7 separate regions of the Mus musculus genome follow, and regions 1, 3, 4, 5, 6 and 7 are each linked to region 2. The links are chromatin contacts, called in public Hi-C, HiChIP or PLAC-seq and promoter capture Hi-C maps. All regions are on one chromosome and are shown on one strand. The core of a region is the stretch at or near the end of the contact, and the rest is flanking DNA. Distances in the headings are between cores, read along the strand shown. Region 1 has its middle 200 kb from the start of Gm13470. Region 2 holds the start of Gtdc1 (glycosyltransferase-like domain containing 1). Region 3 has its middle 23 kb from the start of Gm13470. Region 4 has its middle 72 kb from the start of Gm13470. Region 5 has its middle 240 kb from the start of Gm13470. Region 6 has its middle 240 kb from the start of Gm13470. Region 7 overlaps Gm30374 (a long non-coding RNA gene).

The links. Promoter capture Hi-C pulls out the DNA fragments that hold promoters and counts their contacts. Hi-C and Micro-C count contacts between places; a contact is called where the count stands out from the background. HiChIP or PLAC-seq counts read pairs in DNA pulled down with a chosen protein or histone mark.
Region 1: a contact with region 2 is called in an H3K27ac HiChIP or PLAC-seq map of acute myeloid leukemia, with 5 times the contacts expected there. The contact joins the enhancer-like site here to the promoter of Gtdc1 in region 2. A contact is called at or near these places in 2 of 39 promoter capture datasets (hippocampal neurons and pre-B cells), 1 of 484 Hi-C or Micro-C datasets (bone marrow-derived macrophages) and 3 of 115 datasets of contacts at active chromatin or transcription factors (acute myeloid leukemia, astrocytes and large pre-B cells).
Region 3: a contact with region 2 is called in a promoter capture Hi-C map of 3T3-L1-derived adipocytes, with 9 times the contacts expected there. The contact joins the enhancer-like site here to the promoter of Gtdc1 in region 2. A contact is called at or near these places in 10 of 39 promoter capture datasets (the 3T3-L1 cell line, 3T3-L1-derived adipocytes, the C10 cell line and 5 more) and 2 of 115 datasets of contacts at active chromatin or transcription factors (the NIH/3T3 cell line and large pre-B cells).
Region 4: a Hi-C map of the Ba/F3 cell line shows a contact between it and region 2, with 4 times the contacts expected there. The contact joins the enhancer-like site here to the promoter of Gtdc1 in region 2. A contact is called at or near these places in 7 of 39 promoter capture datasets (the 3T3-L1 cell line, 3T3-L1-derived adipocytes, the HPC-7 cell line and 3 more), 3 of 484 Hi-C or Micro-C datasets (the Ba/F3 cell line, Th1 cells and bone marrow-derived macrophages) and 1 of 115 datasets of contacts at active chromatin or transcription factors (acute myeloid leukemia).
Region 5: a contact with region 2 is called in a promoter capture Hi-C map of second pharyngeal arch cranial neural crest, with 4 times the contacts expected there. The contact joins the enhancer-like site here to the promoter of Gtdc1 in region 2. A contact is called at or near these places in 8 of 39 promoter capture datasets (the 3T3-L1 cell line, the C10 cell line, the HPC-7 cell line and 5 more), 1 of 15 datasets of contacts at CTCF or cohesin (pro-B cells) and 1 of 115 datasets of contacts at active chromatin or transcription factors (pro-B cells).
Region 6: a promoter capture Hi-C map of second pharyngeal arch cranial neural crest shows a contact between it and region 2, with 4 times the contacts expected there. The contact joins the enhancer-like site here to the promoter of Gtdc1 in region 2. A contact is called at or near these places in 1 of 39 promoter capture datasets (second pharyngeal arch cranial neural crest), 1 of 115 datasets of contacts at active chromatin or transcription factors (astrocytes) and 1 of 9 other capture datasets (embryonic tail).
Region 7: a Hi-C map of the N1E-115 cell line shows a contact between it and region 2, with 5 times the contacts expected there. The contact joins the enhancer-like site here to the promoter of Gtdc1 in region 2. A contact is called at or near these places in 11 of 39 promoter capture datasets (the 3T3-L1 cell line, 3T3-L1-derived adipocytes, the C10 cell line and 7 more), 1 of 15 datasets of contacts at CTCF or cohesin (the NIH/3T3 cell line), 5 of 484 Hi-C or Micro-C datasets (the HPC-7 cell line, the N1E-115 cell line, adipose-derived mesenchymal stem cells and 2 more) and 8 of 115 datasets of contacts at active chromatin or transcription factors (the 230-238 cell line, the NIH/3T3 cell line, astrocytes and 5 more).

What each region holds. Positions count from the first base shown.
Region 1 is chr2:46,244,636-46,247,726 of GRCm38.p6, reverse strand. No RefSeq gene overlaps it. Among named protein-coding and RNA genes, the nearest start is that of Gm13470, 200 kb to the left of the region's middle. Within about 2 kb of position 1,841, at least 25 of the 459 cell types and tissues checked have an H3K27ac peak or open chromatin away from gene starts, as enhancers often do. A contact at or near this core is called in acute myeloid leukemia, bone marrow-derived macrophages and hippocampal neurons, where this site is marked.
Region 2 is chr2:44,925,271-44,928,614 of GRCm38.p6, reverse strand. It overlaps Gtdc1 (glycosyltransferase-like domain containing 1), which reads left to right and starts at 1,379. Exons shown (of 11, transcript NM_001362987.1): 1 at 1,379-1,473.
Region 3 is chr2:46,463,957-46,467,147 of GRCm38.p6, reverse strand. No RefSeq gene overlaps it. Among named protein-coding and RNA genes, the nearest start is that of Gm13470, 23 kb to the right of the region's middle. Within about 2 kb of position 1,622, at least 10 of the 459 cell types and tissues checked have an H3K27ac peak or open chromatin away from gene starts, as enhancers often do. A contact at or near this core is called in 3T3-L1-derived adipocytes, where this site is marked.
Region 4 is chr2:46,369,652-46,372,712 of GRCm38.p6, reverse strand. No RefSeq gene overlaps it. Among named protein-coding and RNA genes, the nearest start is that of Gm13470, 72 kb to the left of the region's middle. Within about 2 kb of position 1,497, at least 99 of the 459 cell types and tissues checked have an H3K27ac peak or open chromatin away from gene starts, as enhancers often do. A contact at or near this core is called in 3T3-L1-derived adipocytes, the Ba/F3 cell line, Th1 cells and 2 more, where this site is marked.
Region 5 is chr2:46,200,453-46,203,781 of GRCm38.p6, reverse strand. No RefSeq gene overlaps it. Among named protein-coding and RNA genes, the nearest start is that of Gm13470, 240 kb to the left of the region's middle. Within about 2 kb of position 1,776, at least 2 of the 459 cell types and tissues checked have an H3K27ac peak or open chromatin away from gene starts, as enhancers often do. A contact at or near this core is called in second pharyngeal arch cranial neural crest, where this site is marked.
Region 6 is chr2:46,677,144-46,680,309 of GRCm38.p6, reverse strand. No RefSeq gene overlaps it. Among named protein-coding and RNA genes, the nearest start is that of Gm13470, 240 kb to the right of the region's middle. Within about 2 kb of position 1,764, at least 1 of the 459 cell types and tissues checked has an H3K27ac peak or open chromatin away from gene starts, as enhancers often do. A contact at or near this core is called in second pharyngeal arch cranial neural crest, where this site is marked.
Region 7 is chr2:43,721,894-43,725,197 of GRCm38.p6, reverse strand. The region is part of intron 4 of Gm30374 (a long non-coding RNA gene); the gene reads left to right. Among named protein-coding and RNA genes, the nearest start is that of Gm30374, 5.9 kb to the left of the region's middle. Within about 2 kb of position 2,042, at least 26 of the 459 cell types and tissues checked have an H3K27ac peak or open chromatin away from gene starts, as enhancers often do. A contact at or near this core is called in the N1E-115 cell line, neural tube and pro-B cells, where this site is marked.

The DNA.
Region 1 (3,091 bases), core at 592-3,091, 1.3 Mb before region 2:
CAGGGCCAAAAAGGGGGAGTGGTTGGGTATGAGAGTGGGGGGAGGGTATGGGGGACTTTTTGGATAGCATTAGAAATGTAAATGAGGAAAATACCTAATAAAACTATTTAAAAAGTGAGAGACAAGTTTGCTTAGTAAGTCAACCAATTTCAAGTCGAAAGATACACTTCTAAGAATATTCAGGCAGCACATTTTCATCTTGAAAGATCAATGTGAAAACAAAAACAAAAAAAGAAGTTGGGGAAGATAGTGAAATGAGGGTACAACTGGAAATTACTGAGAGTTGAATATAATCAAAACATAGGAAATTCTCAAATAACTGCAAACAATAGAATTTGACAAAGGTAGGTAGTAGGACAAATTGGCACAAATAGATAGCAGGTTAAGTAGGAGAATAGTAATTGTTTTCTCCAGTTGTATTAGCCCTGAAGAGCTAGGAAAGGCTAGAATTGATAAATGGCAGTATTATTTTGAATTTAAATTTCCGGATTTCCCACGGAATTTATGTGGTGATCAGGGAATCAGAAATATTGTTCATATTCCCAAATACTTCTTTAAGCAAAGACCTCTTTGACAACTTTCTCAAGTTTAAATTCAGTTATGGAAACCAACTGGAAAAAGGCTATTGACCTAAAAGTGTTCAGTGCAAAACTGTTTTCATGTTATATTAAAATATTTTAATGATTGGATGAGGAATCATAGGCATGGATCCACAAATTGGTATGACATGCATTCTTTATGATTTTCATTTGGAAATATCCAGGATGCCTTCAACTCTCACTGTGGCTTATCTTTGTAGTCCTACCAGATTGAATAGGATGTATCAAAATAAGGAAAAGTATTGTGCTCCACTAACCATTTAAACTCCAATTAATTCTCAGGACTGTAAATGACTTAAGAAAGCTCATTTGGCTCTATCTCACCAGGTTTTCTCAATACCTCTTCCTAGTTTCCATGATAGAGCTAAAGCAAAGATAGCCACTATTTTCAAAGAAACATAATTTGGAAAATGGGAACTAGATTTGGGCATAGAGAAGACAGAGTGTGAACAGTAGAAAGAAAATGACATAATGGCAATTAAGGACATTGTTTTTTACTGTAAAGTTTCAAAATACATTTTCAAAGTACAATATGATTTCTTTTAGTGATATATAGTCCTTAGCTTGTTGTTGTTTGGCCACTAAGTTATATCGAAACTACAAAATATTTACCATATTTTTCAGCTCTAGTAATACCTGTGGGAATGAATTACTAGATCACTAAGATAGATGAATGTGTGGTAGTAGATTTTCTAAAACAGAGCAAATAATTCTCATTTTAAACATTTAGTTATATAAATTGTGTTTGATGAGTGTTAAGATTGGGCAACACAATTGACATCCTTGCAATAAAACAGGATCTGCTTTATAATTTTTTTATAATCAGTTTTACAATCATGCAAGTTTGGTGATTGAATTCTGAAATGAGTAACAGTCTCGTTTATCTTCAACCTTTCTGACTACATGTGTTTAAGTTGAAACAAACAAAGAAATGAAATATAAAGCCAATTTTTAAAAAGTACATGATATGAGAGAAAGGACACAGAGGGCAGGCATTTTTTTTCCAGATTTTAGAAACCTCTAAAATCTCTGTGTCCTCCTCAAATGTACTTGAGTTACAACATTGGGTATTTTCTCTCCGTACCTTTGAACATTTGCCTTGTTAGTCATAAATTTGTTTGAGAAAAAATAAAATACATGTTTTAAAGCTATCTTCCTAATTTCGCAAGTAAAAAAGGAAGTAGCAGAAGGGCATTTTTCTTGGGTGACTAGACATTTGGGGAACAAACAGACTGTTCTAACAGACGAGCTAAAGGTCTGTCAACCAGAGAAGTGGGAGGTCCTCCCTCTTCTGCCTGCTGAAGGGAGAATATTGAAAGGAAGCCAGAATGCAAACTGATCAAGAAAAATACATAGACAAACTGCACAAGAAAATAAGATCTACACTAGAAACAACTATTGGAATCATTGAAATTATGTGTGAATGTTTACATAAACTTTTTATCATGATTCTTCTTGAGTGGATATCTCCTGAAGTTCCCTCAGCCTTTTCTTCCACCAATATCTGACCATAAACATGAACCAAGGTTTCTGATGGTCTATGAAGTCCTTCTGATTGCAGTGGCCACTCTATTACTCCATTGACTATAATCATGTATACTTACTGCACCAGGTGCCCTCTATACTCTTTCTGATTCAAGTTTAAACCCTCCAGGCAGTAGCTGTTTGATTCAGAACAAGTAATTGAAAATCTTTTAGTTTGCTTGTTCCTTTTATAAAAATCATCTACTAGAGAAACCTTCATTTATTTTTGTAAACTGTTAATGATGCCAAAAAAAGCAAACTATTCTAACGGACTTAAGGTACCATTACCTATATGGACAAAGTTGAAATGCTTGTGATTTAAGAAATACTTGCAAGCCTGGAGGCAGCTGAACAGTTGAGGTGCTTGCTGCCTGGCTTGACACTTGACGTCTCAGGACCCATGTGATAGAAGGAGAAATGATTCTTGCCTGATGCTAATGAGTCCACAAACATATTTTTGCTCCCTATTCATAGTAATTATTGCTGTTATAAGGTAGCGTTTTAGGCTTGCTTAAAGTGAGCGCTATATTATTTTTAAAAAAAGAAAAAGAAAATGCAAGCTTGTCAGGGCTGGGGTGAGCAGATGCCATGAATTACTAGGAAGTTGCACTTTATCCCGAGCTCTGTGCAGATGGAGGCATCAGCAAAGAGCAAAAGGCACGGACACATCCCTTTCATATATAGAATATATGGAGACCAGAAGGGTGTGGTGACTTACTTAGAATTGTGCAATCATTTCAGAGAAAGACATTGTTTGTGCAGAGAAAACACTCAGGAGCAGAGTGACTAAATCCTTTAAAAAAAATTGAAACACTTGAGGATCATAGTGTTGTTCAGAGAATTTCCTGTTGTTTCCATTATAAGTATAATTAAAGCTGCCTGCTCTTCTTAATTTTTTTTTCTTTTTAAGAAATAAGTTATCTCTACTAACTGGGTGGTCCTGCAGGCAATTTCATTGTTGAGTCCAA
Region 2 (3,344 bases), core at 130-2,629:
CATTTTCTCTGGACTTCAGATCTTAATCAGCAAAATAATAATAAAGACTCCCGGTGATCTTAAGTATACAATTCATGTATAAAATTATGGCTTTTTCCAGATTGATGAATAATAGTAGGCTTTGGGCTTTTCCCCAATATTTTATTCTGTGAAAAAGGATTTACTAGATCCATTTGCCATTTGGAATTCTCATTTTCAGCTTTCTGCATTCACTTTTTTTGTGTTTCCCAATTTGTGTAAAAGTAGATGGACAGATGGTTTATTAGGCTTTTTAAATGCTCGGGATACTGTTGTTCAAGTCAACAGAGGTTTTAAGCTTTGGAGGTCCACATAGAGTGTGGGCTTTGTTTAGAACAGAAGATCGTTTTCACTGTTCAATTTAAGGATAACAATGTTTTCTCACATAACTTTAAGCAACTTGTGGTTGTAACTCCAAAGGCCTAATCAGGCTCTGTTATTTTGGTATGCTTAATGCATTTCTGCACTACAGTCTGTTCCAAGTTGTAGCTTTAAAAATGAAGTTACCAGATAAAAGCATAGACCTACCGTTGCATGTTCTGTCTTTGCATGAATCATTTAATCCACAACGTGATCCCAAATACGAAATCACTAATTCAGACTCACAGAAATGTAAGGGAGATAAATTCCTATTTTTAATAGAAACCATTTAGACTTTCTTGGATTCTTTCTGACTTTTAATTGCTCTGTAGCTGCTCTTGTGGGGACCGCAGATATGTTATTATTAATACTCTAAGATGCATCTGTAATACGTATAGTCTCGACAGCCAAAAGGCTGCATATAAGTTAAGTACAGGAAACGCCAGCATCGGCTAGGAGAGGTCCCGCAAGAATTCCGAGGGGGGGGGGGGGGAAAGCGGGGCGTGCTGACCAATACCTGCAGGAGGGTGTGCACTCGCCTTGCGGGGTCCCCGAGGCTTAGGCGCGCCCGGAAGGACAGGGAAGGGGACTACAGGTGCCGGCTAGCCACCTGCCTGAGAACGTGCGAGCCGGTGAGTCAGCCCCCAGACCTCTCAGGGGAAGAGAAGGCCGCAGCGCGAGCGAGCGGAGGCAGCGACCAGAGGAGTGAGAGAGAGTACGGAAAAGCCGAAGGGGCGGCGGGGGCGCTGGCCTGACTGGAAAGCGTACGCGGGGCCCGTGGGCGGAGAGCAGGTGTGAGGAGCCGCGCCACCGTGGAGAGTTCGCCCAGCACCGCGCGTCCTCTGAGTCACCGACTAGGCGTGGAGGCCGCCGTCCGGGGGCGGAGCCTCAGGCTTGTGGGCGGGGAGGGGCGGGGCGAGGGCGGGGCCGGCGCCTGACGCGCCCCAAGGCCGCGGCAGCCGCAGCGGGGAGGGGCTGCGGCCTCGGTGGCGGCCGCGGGGGAGGGGCTCGGCGTCAGCGCGTCGCCAGCTGGGCTGTCGGTGGCCTGGAGGGAGCCGTGGAGGAGGAGGAGGAGAGGAGGAGGAGGAGGAGGAGGTGAGTCGCCTTGGCTGGGAGCTGCGCTGGCCGCGGGAGGCGGGGAGCGCGGCCCCTCCCTCCCGGCGCCCGCCTCGCGGGGCCGCGCCGCGCGGAGTTCCCAGTGGGGCGGCGGCCGCGAGGAGCGGAGGGGGAGGAGGGCGGAGCCGGGGCCGCGCTTCCCGGGCGCACGCGCGGCCTCCTGCTCTGCCCGGCCGCGCTGTGGCCCCGGGCGATGCTTTTCCCTAGCGCGGAGCTTGGGAAGGGCAGAGTCCAGGCGGACACTGGGACATCGTGCCATGGCTCCCGCGCAGCAAGGCCTGGCCTGCGCTTTCCTACTCGGGATCCACCTCAGGCGGCGAGACCCAACACCTCGCGGCCCCTCATTAGAGGATTCGGCATAGGCCTGATGTTTCCGCAGGATCCCGCCTGACGGGGCTTTCTAAAGCGAGGAAGGGCTCTTGGAGTTAATAAGTCTTTACAACTAACCGAACGACAGCAAAGTTGCATTAATAAATCAGTTTAACCCTCGATCTCGCGATAGGCAGCGTCTGCACCCCAATTCCCACTTCGCGGGGCTCGTGCAACTTTTACAGTCGTAGAACTACCCCTCATTGGATAAGCTTTGAAATAATTCTTAAAGTTAGTGCCTTGAGGCCCTGGGAAGTTCAAAGGAAAGGGCTTACATTTTCCCTCCCATCTGTATCACAGTTAAGGAAATGGAAAACGTGAATTGAAGGCGATCGTTCTCCACGCTGAGGATCATCGTCCCCTCTGTGCCCAGCTTGCGTGACTTAGCACCCCTGAAGTTGACTTTAAAGCTTACTGTAGTGGTTAGGTAAAGGAACTGCTGTGGGGGAAAAGGCAGTATAACTCAACAGAGCCATTTTATTGTGTCTTATTAACCCGTTTACCTTAAGCTTTATCAGTGACAAGAGTTTCATGTTGGAACCCACATACCCAGTGAGATACTGAATTTTCATTAGTACATTCCAGGTTTTGATGTGAAATAGATTCTCAGCTTCAACTGAGAAGAATTATACACTGTTGTCCTTAGGGTCTTGTTCTGTATTTAATGAAACAGTTTAATATTGAGGATTGGGGAAACACATTTTGAATCAGGATACTCCGACAAACTTAAACCATACCTACGAATACACTTTATAGCAACACAGTGTCTTTACTTCTGTTCTGAAATCATGCTGACAGTTTTACCTTATAAATCCTAGACTAATAGGACTCTCTGTTGGTGAGGGACCTCAGCAGTGTTATTCAGCTTCACTATTTTACATTTTCCAGAGATTTAGAAGGAACTAACAGAACTACTTGCCTTTATTAAGGATTTACTAGATGGACCCTTCTGATAGACACTCTTGTACCAAACTTGATCCTGATTTGACCAACTCCCCAGCCCACTGAGAAAGTAAAATGCTTTCCTGACCTCTGCTTCTTTCTCTCTTGATTATGGTATCTTAAAACCTGCCAAGTAATCACTGACTTTCTTTTTTAGCCTCCCTTTCAGATCATGGAAGAATAATTTCTAATTTTGACGAATCAGATACAAGTGATACAATTACTTGCAGTTGGCCAACTATTCTTACATCTATCTCTTAAGTTGAAGCATTTCTTTCTATTTTAGTTTAAAAATTTGAATTTAGTCATTTTCAGGTTTTATTTTTAGGAAACAGGTTCTTATATAGCTTAGGGTCAGAAATTTATTATATAGTTGAGGCTGGTTTTGAACTCCTTATCCTCATGCTCCCACTTTCTACCATGCCAGGGTTTTATTAGTTTTTATTAATTTTATTAGTCATATTCTTTAAAAAACATGTTTAATTAAAAAAAAATTGTGTGTGTGTATTCACATGTGAGTGCAGGTGTCTGTGGAAGCC
Region 3 (3,191 bases), core at 373-2,872, 1.5 Mb before region 2:
CTGGAGTTCAGAATTGGTTGGGGAAGAAGGGAATAAGATATCTTTAATGACATTTTATTGAACTTAGCAATTTAAATGGCCTCACGTGATTTTTAAAGATATCAAATTACCATATGGATGATGTCTTTTTCATCAAATCTAGACCTTATTGTTTACCAAGAAAATGACAAAGGTAATTGTTAATGCTGGATGGAGGACTTCTGTGCTTGCCTCTGTAATATTAATTAGAAGTCTGTGGTGAATTCTCTTTGAGCTAAAAGCTGCTACACCAAACAATAGATTAACAGCATAAAAACTGATGACAGAAAGTACTAGCATTATTCTGTGTGAGTGTTTTAATTCTTTATTATACCAAATGAAAACACATCCCCCAAAGGGTACTATCTCCATGTCCTTTAGGAAATTCCTGGATTTTAAGGCAAGCTGCTCGATGTCTGGAGGCCTCCTAAAGATTCTAGAGTGAGAAGAGAAATGAGTTTTATATTTTCCTTCCTGGATTCCAACCCTGTTTGTTGGAAGAACAGTTTTCAAGAGATGGGTACAAGAAGTTATCAAAACCTTCCAGAATGAATGTAATTTAAAACGGAATGCAAAATTATTCTGATACTTAAGTTATTTTTCTCTTCATTCAGCGTTCTGAAGTTCTACTACAGGACAAAACAAAGGTTATCTACAACCCTCCTATTATCAGATGACAGTGATTTAGTATTGAAAAGAAGATCCAGGACTTAAATTTTGGGCTCATTGTTGTAATAAGATAATATAAAGAAATGTAAGAAAGTATTTTTCTCTGTCTTACTCCTTTCCTTGTTTTACTACCTATAAATTTAAAGACATTCTTCGGCTCTTTAGAAAAGATGACATAGAACGTAATCCAAAGAACAATACATCAAAAAGAATACAGAATATATACATTGTAATATATACTCAGATGCTTTCCCAGTGGCAATATTATTAGATTGTAATTTTTAGCAGTAACATTATAATCCAAAATTGACTGGACCTTTTCTTTGTAGACTGCACAATTACAAGAGCTTTGATCCTTTTGATTTTTTTCACAGCCACTCAAGGAGGCACCACAATAACCCTGTATAAAGAAAAGTCAGCTGAAGTTTACACTATTGAAACAGCAAAGACCAAATATTTACCTAATAACAGTACCAATCCTTAAAACTCTCAAAATGCTTTGTTGGAGTATTTAGAAGCAATAATCAGTTTAAAATAGAATTGAAAATACTGTTTTCAGACATGAAAAAATGAGGATATATTCTTATCTGTTTATGTCAGAAGTCAGAAAGGAGGTAAAGAGCTTGCTCTTAAAACTGTCTTGCAGTGGAGATTATTACACCAAAATGAAAGTGTTCTAAAAACCCATGGACTGATGATATTCCCACCCAGAGGAGTGGAAAGAGTTCATCTTGTTCAAATATCCCTAAAACACATGCAATCCATATGGGGCTTGGGTCCAGAGCAGGGCTTCAGCACTTTTTCTCTAAGATTGGGTTTCATTCTGCTAACAGCATGTTGGCTGAGTGCCCACTAGCAAGCAATTAAGACGATGTGCTTGCCTGCATTTTAGTAGCTCTCCTTATGAAACATGCGGCCACATGGGAGCAGACGTTTTGCCAGCATGGGTCATGGGCTGAGAGTAGCACTGGGAAAGCTGCTATGCTCTGAGGACTTGTGTCTTCTGGGAAGTTGAGAAGAGGATGGGCGATTGATTAGTTGTGCTTAGGAAAGAAGGCATAGAAGACACTCTAAGAAGTAGGGAAGTATTAGAAACAAAATTAGGAAAGGAAAACTGAACTACCAAAGTACTTAAGGAGGAAAGGAATGAACTAAGGTCTGGTAATTCAGGAGAAGTGAGAGTAAATGGTATATTTAAAATCTGCTGATGAGAGCTTCTTACCCTTCAACTTGAATGGTGGCTCGTTTAATTATCTTTTATAAGAAACACATAAATCCTGAGCATTGAGAATAAGGGAGGTATTTATTTAAGGCAAGGAGAAGGGTGGTGAGTGTGCTTTACCTGAAGGGCACTTCATGTGAAGAGGGTTAGGAGTAGGTGAGCCAACATGCATACCATCTCACTGCCTGCTTTGCAATAAATGGAGTCTATCACTTTATTTTTGTCTAGAAAGAACAGTAAGGGAGTGCAGACTTAGATGTGTTACCTGAAGCAATTAGGAAGTGATATACATCAAACAAGCTATCTGTGTGGGAGAGGATATGCCCCTCCTATGGCAATGATGTAAATAAATGGTTTTATATATGAATGATTACATACAACCCCATAGGCATGGTTTACAGAGCTCTCTGCTATGGAAGCTATGGATCAGTTCATCTAACTAGGAGCATTTCCACTATGTAAACAGAGAGCAGAATTCACACAAACTGTATTTCTCCTTCACCATGACCCATGAGGTATAAATTAAATCAAGAACTACTGTGTTGTCAGCTGTGTCTTATATGCAATCTGTAAAGATCCAAATGTATAGAAAACTGCCCTTTAAATTATTAATATGGCCTCTTGAATAAATAGTATTACTGGAATATATAAAGGGAAATTTATCTATATCATTTTCAGAGATAAATCTACTATATTAACTGTCATAAATATGTACTTCTCATTTCTATGTGGATATCTATGAAACAGATTTTCATTGTACAAAGAATCAATAATGACTAGGTGGTTTGAACTCTATGAGCCCCTAGGTGATATAAGCTTACAACTTGATGACAAGAGATCTAAAGCATGTCTCAAATTTTTAATATGATAAAATATGTAAATCATAAAATTTAGGTTATCTCAACCTAGTGTTTACAAGTAAAAATCTTTTGGTAAATAAGTCTTATATGTATACCTTATATGTATAAGTCTTATATCTATACCTTATATGTATAAGTCTTATATGTATACCTTATATGTATAAGTCTTATATGTATACCTTATATGTATAAGTCTTATATGTATACCTTATATGTATAAGTCTTGTATGTATACCTTATATGTATAAGTCTTGTATGTATACCTTATATGTATAAGTCTTGTATGTATACGTTATATGTATAAGTCTTATATGTATACCTTATATGTATAAGTCTTATATGTATACCTTATATGTATAAGTCTTATGTGTATACCTTAGGTATCAGCATTCAAGGTGGAAAATTGGGTTAGGAGGGACTCT
Region 4 (3,061 bases), core at 248-2,747, 1.4 Mb before region 2:
GGTGTTTGTTAGATTGTCCTTGGCTCTTGGAGGTAACTATTTACTTAAGTGGCTCGGGTATATATAATATAATGAAACATTATGTCTTCTTAAAGAACTCTATCCCTCTTCCTCCCTCTCTGTCTGTACTCATTTTCCCCTCATGCCCCTGTTGAAGCCGCTCTCCCCCACTTTTTTTTATTTATTATTTCACAGTACTTACATTTGTACATTTGCCTATCTACAGCACTTGTCTACTTTCATCTACCTTCCTAATTTCATTTATTCTTTGGTTACTCTAGGTTGTATATGCATATCTATAGATGTAGAGCTAAGAAACAAAAATAAGAGAGAACATGTAGTATTCATGTTTGTGGATCTGGGTTAACTACTTGACTATTAGAGTTTCTACCTCATCAGAGTATAAAGGAAGCCTACAGAGTAGGAAAGAATATCTTCCAGCTTTACAATTGACATAAGAGTAATATTTAGAATGTATCAAGGATTAAAACAAGAAAGTATCAAAACAATTGGTCCATTTTGAAAAACAGATATGGTTCTGAACAGATTCTTCTTAGAGGAAGATACAAAAACAGGCAACCAATATCTTAGAAAGTATTTAACACCTTTATCAATTAGGGAATTGCAAATTAAAATGACTTGATATTTCATCTCTGCTCGGTCAGAAGGGCTAAGATGAAAATGACATCAAGATAACAAATGCAAACAAGGAAAAGAGGAAGCCTCATTCACTCTTGGTAGAATTTTAAACTTGTGAAGCCACTCTGGAAATCAGTGTGTAGAACTTTTCTCAAAAGTCTAAAAATAGATTTACCATATGACACAATTATACTGCTTCTTGGCATATATCCAAAGGAGTAGACATCCTGTCCACATATATTTGTTCAGCCATGTTCAGTACTCATGTTTAGGTGTGAAGAGAGTGAGTACTGCAGAAGACTGGGAGTGAAAAGAGAAATCAGAGTTTAGTGCAGCAGAGAGTAACGCAGACAGTTTGGAAATGAAAACAACTTAAATTTCCTTCAACTGATCAGTGGATAATGAAATGGTTGCAGGTACACAGAACTCTATTCAGCTATAAACAAAAAAAAATTGTAATATTCACAGGTAAATAAATGTTCTTTCTTCGCTTAAACACATTCAAGGTTGTTGAATGCAGTAAAACATAGTATTGCAAATATCAAGTGGAAATATGCTTACTCTAAGTCTGATTGCTACTCATATCAGATGCTCTCTCAGTTTCTTTTCCCCCCAGGAAGAAATATATAAATCCTAACACTAAAAGTACCTATTACTACCAAATCCTGATCCTTCTATAAATGTTTACATGTGTAGTGTTAAAACCCAGTGTTTTAAAGCTTGCCTCACTCTCGCTGCATATGAACCCCGTGATTTCTCTGATGAGTCCATTCTTAGCACCAGGGCTTAACCCAGGGAGGCCTGCACAACATCCCTTGTACTTTCCCTTCATGTGGTCACTGACTCAGCGAGTGTTACCGGAGTTCAGTGTGAAATGCCAGGTGCTGTTTCAACAGCCTCTTCTTTCACAATGCTTAGGGTGGAGTCACTGTTAGACCCTGATAAGCTTACTGGAACTGGGTGCATGGGGGTGATCAAGTTAACATCCTCTGCCCTCCTACTCTGATTATAGAAGGTAGTCATTGCAACCAGGTTCCCTTTTTTGAGCAAGAACTACACAACCGCATGCTTCTTATTAAACACTGTCTGGAAAATACTATTCACTGGAATCATGTCTCAATAACATCAAGTTTAATTCTGCAATTAACTAAACCATCTGTCATTACAAGGCTCTCTACTGGCCATCCACACAGAAGGACTGTGACTTGCGGAACCTTCTGTGGTGGGTACTAATTTTTTAAATGTGTGGCTGTTAGGGGAGAATCATGAGTTTCAAATGATGGTTACTAATAGTCTATGTTCCATTGTTGCAGATAGCTTACCAACCCAGAACTAATTTCCCAAGGAGCATTTTCTCTCTTTTAGGAAGCATATAGTTACTATTTCCTTAAAATGTTTACATCTATGGAGAGAGTCCATCTGAGCACAGATACCACAGCTGAGAACTAGCCATCTGTTTTCACTGAATGTGAATATTAGCACCGTATTGAAAATTGAAGAATTAATAAATACTCAATAATGAATATTAAACCTATTTGTAACTTATTCCACCTTTCAGATTTAAGATTGTCTTCTTGTTGCAACCATCCATTGACATTTAAAATGTGCAAATACAGTTATCAAGGATTCAGCTACTTAGATGTGTTAAAACACTATAGGTTGGGCAGGGCTTGGATCAGGTTCAAATTATATTTAAGTCTTTAATCACTATTAAATCATATATATTAAATATAATACAATACATACAGCTCTGATCTCTGACAACAGTTCAGGTTAGAATAATATACTTCTTTAAAAATATAATCTCATTGTTACCAGACTAAAACTACTGAGCTCAGTGATTACCCTGCTTCAAAGTCCTGAGTAGCTTGAACAATGGATATGTATCAATTGATTGCTGCAGTAGGTTCCCTTACATTTTCTGAGGAAGTGTGGTCTCATTATGAGTCTCTTAGTGGTCTGGAACTCACCATGTAGATGGCCTGGAATTCATAAATATCTTGACTACCTCTGTCTCCCATGTGTAGATATTTTAGATACACACTACCTGATTTTCCTCTTTAGAAAACTTTCATTTGAATTTTATTTTTGTTTTGGGACATACTTGTAAAATGTTATATTATACTTTTATTATTATTATTATTATTATTATCTTTAAGAAAATTAAATTATATATTTTAATACCATAATTATTGTTATCATATTGAATGAAGACACACATACAGAAACTTGTAATTTAAAGAATTATTTCTTTTTTACATCCCAATATTAGCAACCCCTTTCTCCTATTACCCCCTCAAATATCCTAACCCCCATTTTTCCTCTCTTTCTCCTCTGAGAAATGGGAGCCCCTGTATCCCCACTCTCCTTGCACATGAAAACAATGCAGGAGTAGACACATCCTTTCCCACTGAAGCCAGAC
Region 5 (3,329 bases), core at 527-3,026, 1.3 Mb before region 2:
TTTACTTTAATTTGCTTTTCAATAATGAGAAGCTAGCCTTGGACTGAGTCTTTCACATTGATAGAAGCCCTGAAGACAGCTTCAAAGAGAGTATTATACTAACCCAACAAAGTTGAAAGTAAATCTACATTCAAAGGGAGGAACAACTTAAGGATGTGGAATTTATTTAAAATTGATCTTCCACTGTTGTATATAAATGCTCTTAACACCATAACTACATAGAACTCTGGTTTATCTGTACGCAACACTGCTCCGCATTAAACATTACCATTTTTCAATATCACAGCTGCTTGGTGACCTCAGCTCAACAGCTCTACTCCTTGCTCATTATTTAACATTGCACATGAGTATTGACCAATCTTGAAATGCCATTGCTTTGGGGATAATAAATCCTATGTTATTCACACTGTGTCTTAGAGAAGCAAACCCTTATGGAGCTCATGGATTACATCTTCTAGTTCTTCTTCTTGCTTTTCCTCTTTAGCCTGTTTTATGGAAACCTTTATAGCTAGACTCATTCAAATTATAAAAAGAGAAAATTTTAATGGCTACATGAAGCCATTAAAATATAGCAAGAATGACAAAATAGGATTGATTAAGATACTTGTTAGCTCAAGGTTACTAATATTAAATTGCAGTGGTAATGATTTAAATTAGATATTTGAAGGTACTTCCTCCATATTACAATGTGAGATATTGTCTAGGGACCCATATATTCATAGATATAATATATCACATATATGATAAGTACACACACACATATATATATGGGTTATTTGGATATATGTCATATTTAATTATGTTTTTCAAATAGAGGAAAGAAATTTACAATTTATAATATTTCTATATAGATCCAACAGGGATCAAACAGGGAATTTACAGGGATTGTAAATCGATTAAAAAGTGTGTGTCATCAATTCTGATCACATAAGAAATGTAGAGAACCTTTAATTATAATTTCTGGATACACACTTACCAAGACCTCCAGGCATTTGTATAAGAAGAGTTCAAGTAATCACCCATAGTTTATCCATAGAAGTTCAGCTAGAATTCAGCTCAAATTTTCTTAGCTCATAGCATGTCAGTTATTGGGTGAAGCTAAAACTTAAATCTCCAACTTTATTTTCTAGTCTGTCTAATCTTCTCTGTTTACTTGGCAATCCAAGTTTCCTTTGCTTCCCCCGGCCATTGCCCCAAATCCTTTCCCATGTCCTTTCAGAACACTTCAGTGAACTTGCTTAGAAAAATAAACGCAGAGCTGAAGGAATGTTCTACTACAGCCCACTGGTCCAATCTGAATGACCAAGAAGAGATGATTTCATTATTCTAAATAATCAAGAGAAAAAAATTTCATGTGGAATTTCTGTATTTCCTACCTCTGAGAACATATAGGTGATCGAAGGGCTAAAATAACAAGACTCTATTTTTATTTTTACTGTATTTTCATGGAAGTTTAGATAGAGAGATACAGAACCAAATATTCCCACTGTCTATTCACAATAATTAAATAAATATACTTCCAGTTTTTTAACATTATTCTGAAACAAATCCGTTATCAGACCATTCCATTGTTGTATTAGCAATAGCAAATGTTATTTATTATGAGAGAGAAGTCCTTATGTCTGTGCCAGACCCAGGGGGCTTCCTTTTGCCAGTTAAACTTCAAGACTGAATTACTGCATTTTTTGGTACCTGCAAAGCACTCTGCATAACATTCTGTCATCCCTTAAAACAGCAAATGGAAGTCATTTAAACCAGATGAATAGCAGGCTGGAGATTTGGCATACCTACAGCAAAGGGCACAGAGCTCCATGTTCCTATTTCAAGAAAATGAAGAGTGGGTGGCCGGAAGAAAGAAAGGTTTTCCTCACTTAACCTGTAATTTACCATCTGTGATGAATTATTCTCAGTATTGCCCTCATAATTGTTGCACCTACCATCAGTCTCCAGGGAGGAGAGACAACCTGAAGTAGATGAAAGCAAAAATTCAGAAGCATGAATTCTGTAAGACAATGACACCCACATCACCAAGGAATCATGGAGAGTGTTTAGTTTTTTCTATCCAAAATGGACATTCTAATTATTAACATCAGAAAATTTGACATTACCAAGGCATCATCTATTTTGAATACATTATGGTAAGATCCATGTAGTTCTATATTTGTATGTAATGGAGAGTCTTTGATGTATACATTTTTGTACATAATTTTATGAGAGTAAAGAAGGACATTAGTGTATGTGTGTTTCTTTTAGATAGATTGAGAAAATAATGTTATATCTTCCAAATAGGCCAAATTAGTAGAGTGATCTACCCACATTCTTCAAGATTCCAAACTCTCTAAAGATGAAAATACAATTGCTGACCATTAATATACTAGGTAAGGTAATCATCTCCTATTTTACTATATACTATATATCAAGAGACTATTTAATAGCTAATTGAAGAACTGATTTTTAAGCAAATTATTTCTCACATTTGGTTTTCTTATATTAGTAAAAGGATTATCTTTGTTTTATTAAAATTACTCACCACAACATGTTTTTCACTCTTTTTAAAATTTTTAAACTTTTTTTCTTTCCAACTCTTATCCTAGGCGTTTTGTAGTCACACTTCTTGCACTTTTGTAAACCCAGAACACTACCAATGCCTACACTACATCACTTCATCTAGGAGTCTTCCCTTGAAATCCAAGCTTATATCTTCAGCTTCTCTATCAAAGACACCTAAGAGTGACCTCAAAAAACTGCTCTTACAATCTTCTCCCAGCCCTAAGCTCATTCTTTCTGAAACCCACCCAATTTCTGGAAATGGTTTCAAACCACTGAATTGCTCGACCTCCATCTTACCATTGGAATCAAACCTGACATCTTCATTCAATCACAATATTCTGGCTTCTCCCATCATAATACATAGGGAATCAGATGCCTCTTTTCCAGTTGTGCAGCTTTGATCAAAATCCCACCTTCTAAATGACCATACTAGCCTCCAAACAGATTTGCTCACTCCCGCCCTTCTATATTTTAAGTCTATCCTAAGCAAAAAAGAAATATAGATCATTTAAAACAAAGTCAGATGATTTTACCTCTCCATTAAAAATGAGCTAACTTCACTAAATATGAAAGCCAAGTTTCTTCTAATGGCTTAACATATAGGAAGGATTTGATTCCCATTGCCTCTTTTTAATCTTTGTTGCTGGGCCGTCTCTCTCCCCAACTCTGTTCTAATTCTAGAAAACACACAGCCACATTACAGCTGAAGTCCTTGTTCTTGTTATTCCTTGTGTACAGTTACTTTATTATTTTTTCATGATTGATATCAACATAAATTC
Region 6 (3,166 bases), core at 515-3,014, 1.8 Mb before region 2:
ATAGTAAAAGTTAGTCCCCTAAATGGGTACCAAAGTGAGAAGAGAGCTATGCTTATGCCACAAGTAAGAGACTATGGGCAACTGTAAACAGAGGCCCAAAATGTCATCATAAAATATAAATTGAGTTGATTCATCAACAGATTCTAAAAGTGCAAATAAACCTATACTGTTATTAAGGAACAAAAAGTATAAAACATGCATTAACAATTTGAAAAGAGCAAGTAGGAAATAACATAGTACCTGCAGTGGACTTTAATCAAAAGAAAAAATAACCAGGAAGATACAATCCTAACTATTTCTGTACCTACTTTTGCAAAATAACTTGCCAATTGTAGGGGAATTTGTCCTAATTAATTGATTAGCTAATAAAGAGGACAAGAAGCCAATCGCTGAGTGAAGAGGAGGAAGCAGGCTTTCTGGGTCTGAGAGAGGGAATGGGGTGGGGTGAAGATGCTGTTAGAACCCTGGTAGTTTAAGACAATAGATTCCGCGCCCACGCCCAGGCTTTATATCATCTGTTGATTTTAAACTAAGATTGTTTGGTGTTTTCCATTCTTGGCAACTCAGGTAGGCAGGTGCAGAACATAACCGGGGTGGAATTCATCCAGGCTTTGGAGCAGGAAGACTGGGCAGAGGACCAAGCTTCAGAGAAGAGGTAAGTAACCATAGAAGAGCACAGGCTGGAGACAGTGCTCCCGCAGCTGGCCTTGGGGTGGTGGGCTAACAAGAGAGCCTCTGGAGAGACAAGTGCATGTTTGTGGGAGAAGCATTGGCTGGGAGAAACATGTGGTCAAGGTCTCAGGCTCTGCGATGGGCTAGAAACAGTGACTGTCCTTGACAGTGCATAGCTGGATTTAGCATGGGCTGATTTTAAAATTACACACAACAGTCAGGAGATTTGAAGGCACAGATTAAATATAAACCAACAATAGAAGATAATATTAATACCATATTTTTATAATAGGATATTGGGACAAAATTAAACAAGTGAAGCACCAGAACTGAATGGGATTAGGTCAGAGAGAACTAAAACAATCTGCAAACCATTCCACCCAAACAGAAACTTTTTAAAAAAGGAAATACAGTGAGACACAAAACAAAACATAGTAAGGACAGAAAAAAACTAAATAAATCCATGAATCTTTTCTGATAGAAACAAAAACAGGTTAAAATTAACAGCAAACTGTGTATCGAGATATTTGATCACACTGTGAACACTGAATTGTATTATTTACTGAAAAACAAAACAACACAAAACAAAACTCTAGTTGTGGTGTGGCTTAGCCCTTAACACAGACCTATCATCCTACTGAATGGCATACAGACATGCCTTTAATTCCAAATAATGAGGGTGAGATTAATTTGTGGGAGCAAGCACTGATGTTTGAAAGTGATGTTTAATAGAGTGGTAGACAATGTGATAAATTAGAAAATGATTTGACAGACACACCCTAAAAGGGAACTGAAGGGGAAAGTATTTAAGGGCAATGCAGAGAAACAGACAGAGAGAGACAAAGACAGAGACAGAGAGGGGGACGGGGAGAAAGAGGAGGCAGTTTTACCTGTACAGTTGTGCAGAGAAAGGTTGAAAAGAGAGAACAAGCTAGTCATAGGTGAAGAAAGAACGAGCCAGAGAATGAGAAAGAACAAGAAGATTACAAAAGGTTGCCAAAATTAATGTGAGGCCAAGCAGAGCAATTCAGGAGAAACAGAGAAGCCAGATTGAATCAATTAGAGTGGAGAGGAGTTTGAGCCAGAACTGCTTAGTTGAATCAGCCAGCCAAATATCAGAAAGAACAAGAAAGGCTCAGCTTATTCATCAGTAAATCTGAGAGGCTGAAAACATTAGAGTCCTAGATTAGGTTGTTCAGAGGTTTCCAAGATTAGGCCTAGGTTAGCAGACAGAGGCAGTAAACGTGGGAAATGGCAACACATCAGGTTAATAAAAGTTACTTTTACAAGGAAATCTCTAGTCATCTCAGAAACTCATGCAGGTTAAATAATAATATACTAATTGATGGAGACTAAAGAAAGTAAGAAAGGAAGGAAGGGGGAGAAGAAAGGAAAGGAAAGAAAAGAAAAAACAAAGTACCTAGATATAAATGAAATCAGAACAAAAGAAACATTGGGCACATATTAAAAGATTTAAGCATAAAACTCATGCCTCTATTTGCCTACAAAAGAAAAAACCACTCCTGCCTCACTTAACCAAAGAGATAACCTAAATTAAAAAGAACCATGTAAACAATATACATAAGACATTTAGAATGAAATAAGAGAATACTTAAAAATTAGAAATTCTAAAAAAAAAAATAAAAGTTTTCAAATTCATCTAAACCATCAAAGTTTAAGTAATAATAAGACTGAAAAACCAATAAAGGCTTTCCAAGTAAAAAATACCAGTTTCAGATGAATTTACAACAGACTTCTACCAGGCTATCAATGAAGATCTACAACCAATACTTATCAAATGATTCCAAGAGAATAATGAAAGGCGTACTCCATAGCTCTGTGTACAAAGCAAGTGTTATTCTAAAATTTGCATGGAACCACAGAGGCATCCAGCTAGCCAAAGAAATCCAGAGCAGAAAAAAAAAAGATGAGAAATTGCAGTTTTCAAGATACATTATAAAACTATAGTAATAAAGACACCATGGAATCAGCAACAAAAAGACTTGCAGATTAGTGGAACAAAAAACAAGACCTATACATGAATGAATATAACTACAGCTACATAATGTTTGATGAAGATACGAAAAATATATGCTGGAGACATGTTAACTTCCTTGATAGATGATGTCTGAAAACCTGGTTGTCCACATAAATAATGCTATCATAAACACACAGACACATACACAGAAACACACACACACACACACACACACACACACACACACACACCTCTCTCTCTCTCTCTCTCTCTCTCTCTCTCTCTCTCTCTCTCTCTCTCCATATATGTATGCCTGTGATTCGACATGGAAAAGGGAAGGGGAGGGTTGCAGAGAGAGAGAGAGAGAGAGAGAGAGAGAGAGAGAGAGAGAGAGCGCATCAGAGAAGAAAGGAGAAGAGCAAAGATGGAAATGGATGGACAGGAAAAAGAGCCAGATCCAGCCTGGTTTTAATAGCCACAGATGATATCATAAAGGATAGAATAATTGTGATAATT
Region 7 (3,304 bases), core at 793-3,292, 1.2 Mb after region 2:
TCTAAAAACACTACAGGGTTCTGGACTCCATCAGAATCTCCACCTAGGTGTTCCAGGGTGGCCACGGCATTGCAGTGTATTTTATAAGAAGGGTGTCATCAGTAAACAGTTACAGATGACGTATAAAAGGCAAGCTGCTCTTGTGTGTGGTGTTTTCAATTCTCCCTCCCATCCTCCTTATCAGAGATTAATTAGACTGACAGGATTATTTCACAGTGATCCTATCATTTGCTTTCAGCAAATATTCCTTGAGAACTTGCCACCTGTCAAGCCATACTTTATCTGAGCTTCTATCTTTGTAATCGGTGGCTTTTATTTGCCCTCTGGAGGCCGGCACACACACAGGGGTTCCCTCAGCTGCTCCATACCTCTGTACTCTGCATTTCTCCTGTCCAGTGTCCAGAGCCTGCACTGATAATGACTCTCCCCATTCACCCCCTTATTCACTGTGTGAATCTCAGGCTGTCTCCTCCTCCTCCTCCTCCTCCTCCTCCTCCTCCTCCTCCTCTTCTTCTTCCTCCTCTTCTCCCTTCTCCTTCTCCTCCTCTCCCTTATACTCCTCCTTTTCCTTCTCCTCCTCCTCTCCCTTCTCCTCCTCTTCCTCTTTTCCCTCCTCCTCCTCTTTCTCCTCTTTTTTCTTTTTCTCTTCCTCTTCCTCCTCCTTCTCTTCTTTCTTCTCCTCCTCCTCTTCCTCTTCTACTTCCTCATCTTCTTTACCTCTTCTTTCCATGGTCTATATCACTTCATTCATTTTTCTCTCTCTTTATTTCACCTTTTCAGTCTGCTGTTACAGTGTGTCCGCAGCCCCTTTGAGCCCATGTGAAGTATATAGCTCAGTTCCGGTTTTGAGTTGTCCAAACGAAATAATGATTTAAAGCTCAATTTTAAAAGAACAGAGAACATTGAAGAATAGCAGCCCAGATTGCTTCAGTGATATTTAGTGGGTGCCAAGTGTAGACAGACTTGTAGACAAGTTCAAGGAAAGCATGCGAGGCTGCTCCAGCTATTATCTAATGAAGGTAGGATTCTATGTCTTGTACAAAAGAAAATCCAAAGTACCAGGGGATTTGACATATGTGCAAGGTTGTGTGTGTGTGTGTGTGTGTGTGTGTGTGTGTGTGTGTGTGTGTGTAAAGAGAAATATAAACTTGGGCTATGGCAAACATTGACAGAGTGAACTTTGGGACTCAGAATTGCAAAGATTTAGTTAGCTAGGAACCTGTCATCTTGTCCCTCGTGGTCTCAAAATGGTTGCCATGCTTCCTGCTTTCATGTATGAGCCCCTCACCAAATACCAGGCACATAAGCCAAAAAACTTTTTCAAATGTCCCACAGTGACAATTTTGCTTTTGTCTTTGGAGCCCTAACATGTGACACTTCTAGATGGGCCCATCGAAAAGCTCAAAAGAAAACACAGATCTTGTTATATAAGAAGATGGGATAATGATGAGGTCATTGTCTGGGAGTGCCCAGAATAAAAGATTAGGTAAGATTTAACCTTCCTGATGCATTAATGAGCTTACATTCCTCTTAAATAATGTAATTGTTTTATGCTACAGATCAGAAAATCCACAAATATTACAAAAAAAATCTATTGTCAACCACAGGCAACCAAAACGTGCATAATTAATGAGAACCTAACTCTGCTTGTCTAGTGTATGCAAATCTATTCATATAGACATGTAGGTGTATCGATATGTGTGCACGAAGTCACACACACACAGCTTGTGGAAGTGAAGCCAAGTGCTTCATTGGAAGGGGGTGTGGCTCAAGGCTGTTCCAGTCACTAGATCTTCATTGTTAACAGTAGTGTGTGCCAATCTATGTTGACAAGCCCTTCTAGTGCATAAGTTGCAGGTACCTTCACGGTGCCACCTAATACTTCAGGGACGTAGCCCCAGAGTTACACTTGAGACTACAGAGCTGATATCCAGTGGTGAGAAAGACGAACACGTGAAGTCATACCAGAGTTCTTCAGAACAGGGAGCTGCAGGGAGGTGCCGCCACAGTGCAGGCCTTCTGTCCCCCTAACTCCAAGCTCTGTCTGCTCTCATCTCTTAGACTTAACTGTATGGCTTTATAGATTATCTGCAGTCTCCGAACCCTCCCTCTGTTTCATTGATTTCTTGATTTCTAGAACAAAATCCTTCAAAGATAAGAAAGATCGGATGCAAACGTTAATGCATCTGGGAAATCGAGGAATGATGCCTATCGGGAGACTAAAGAAATGTCCCAGCAGCGAAATATGCAAATCCACCAGAACAGCCATGCTCCAGTCAGTTTTCTTTGTGATTTGGCGCCACCTTGTGGCCATTACAAGAATCAGCGTAAATACTAATGATGGGACCTCTCTGGGGTTTTAACTAACTAGAATGTCCTACGTTGAGGCAGCAGTTCTCAAAAGCCTCAGTCATGTGGCCCCGTAGATTATTGGCTATCCTAGCTCGGCTAGATTGGCCAAATATGGTGATGTTTGCCTGGGAAAAGCACAGGTAGATATTGCCCTTACGCAGCAGCTAAGCCTAATCAACAGTGTAGGTGAGCAGGTAGTACCAGCAGCTGACCATTCTCCAGACTCATGGACGGGACACACACAAGACCATGATCTTTTGAAGTCACTCTTCTTGCATCATACTGTCCCGAAATTAAGGGGAGTTTAAGTTGAGTGATCACAGGTTAAGCAAATGTTACCAGGATAAATTACTACTACTACTGCTACTACTACTACTACTACTATTACTAGCTTTCAAGCTTTAAGACGAATTAGTGACCATGGATGGACATGTGTGTTGTTTGTCTGCCAATGTTTCCGTGTGTAATTCCATTAACTCTTGTGTAAGATCAGTGCCATCTCTCAATGGCTTTGAAGTTGTCCCCAGTTATGGTCAATACTTGCTCCTTAGTGCTGTGACGTTCAGGGATGTGGTTGTGCGGAAGGATTGGGAGCAAGAGGGTTAAGTCACCAACCCTAATCTTATGGGCTATTGGGAGAGGATTGCGACTTAATAGATGGGACTTGATAAAAAACACAAAACAAAACAAAAACAAAAACAAAAAAACAAAACATAACAGTGGTTTGTTTGGGACATGGCCTTTGTGGCTTTTTGCCTCTGTGGGCACTTTCAAGAACTGGATATTTGGACATTTACTCCCCAAGAATCCGTGTGTCTGCTTGAGATTTCATTTAAATCACCCCTCCATCCATCTAGCCACGGGGCCATCCAGAGCAGGCACGCTGCCAGGGGTGTGTTCCCTTCAAGAGAGATATTTTTTCCCCCAGGGTAGGTTTGGTGAAGTATTGGAG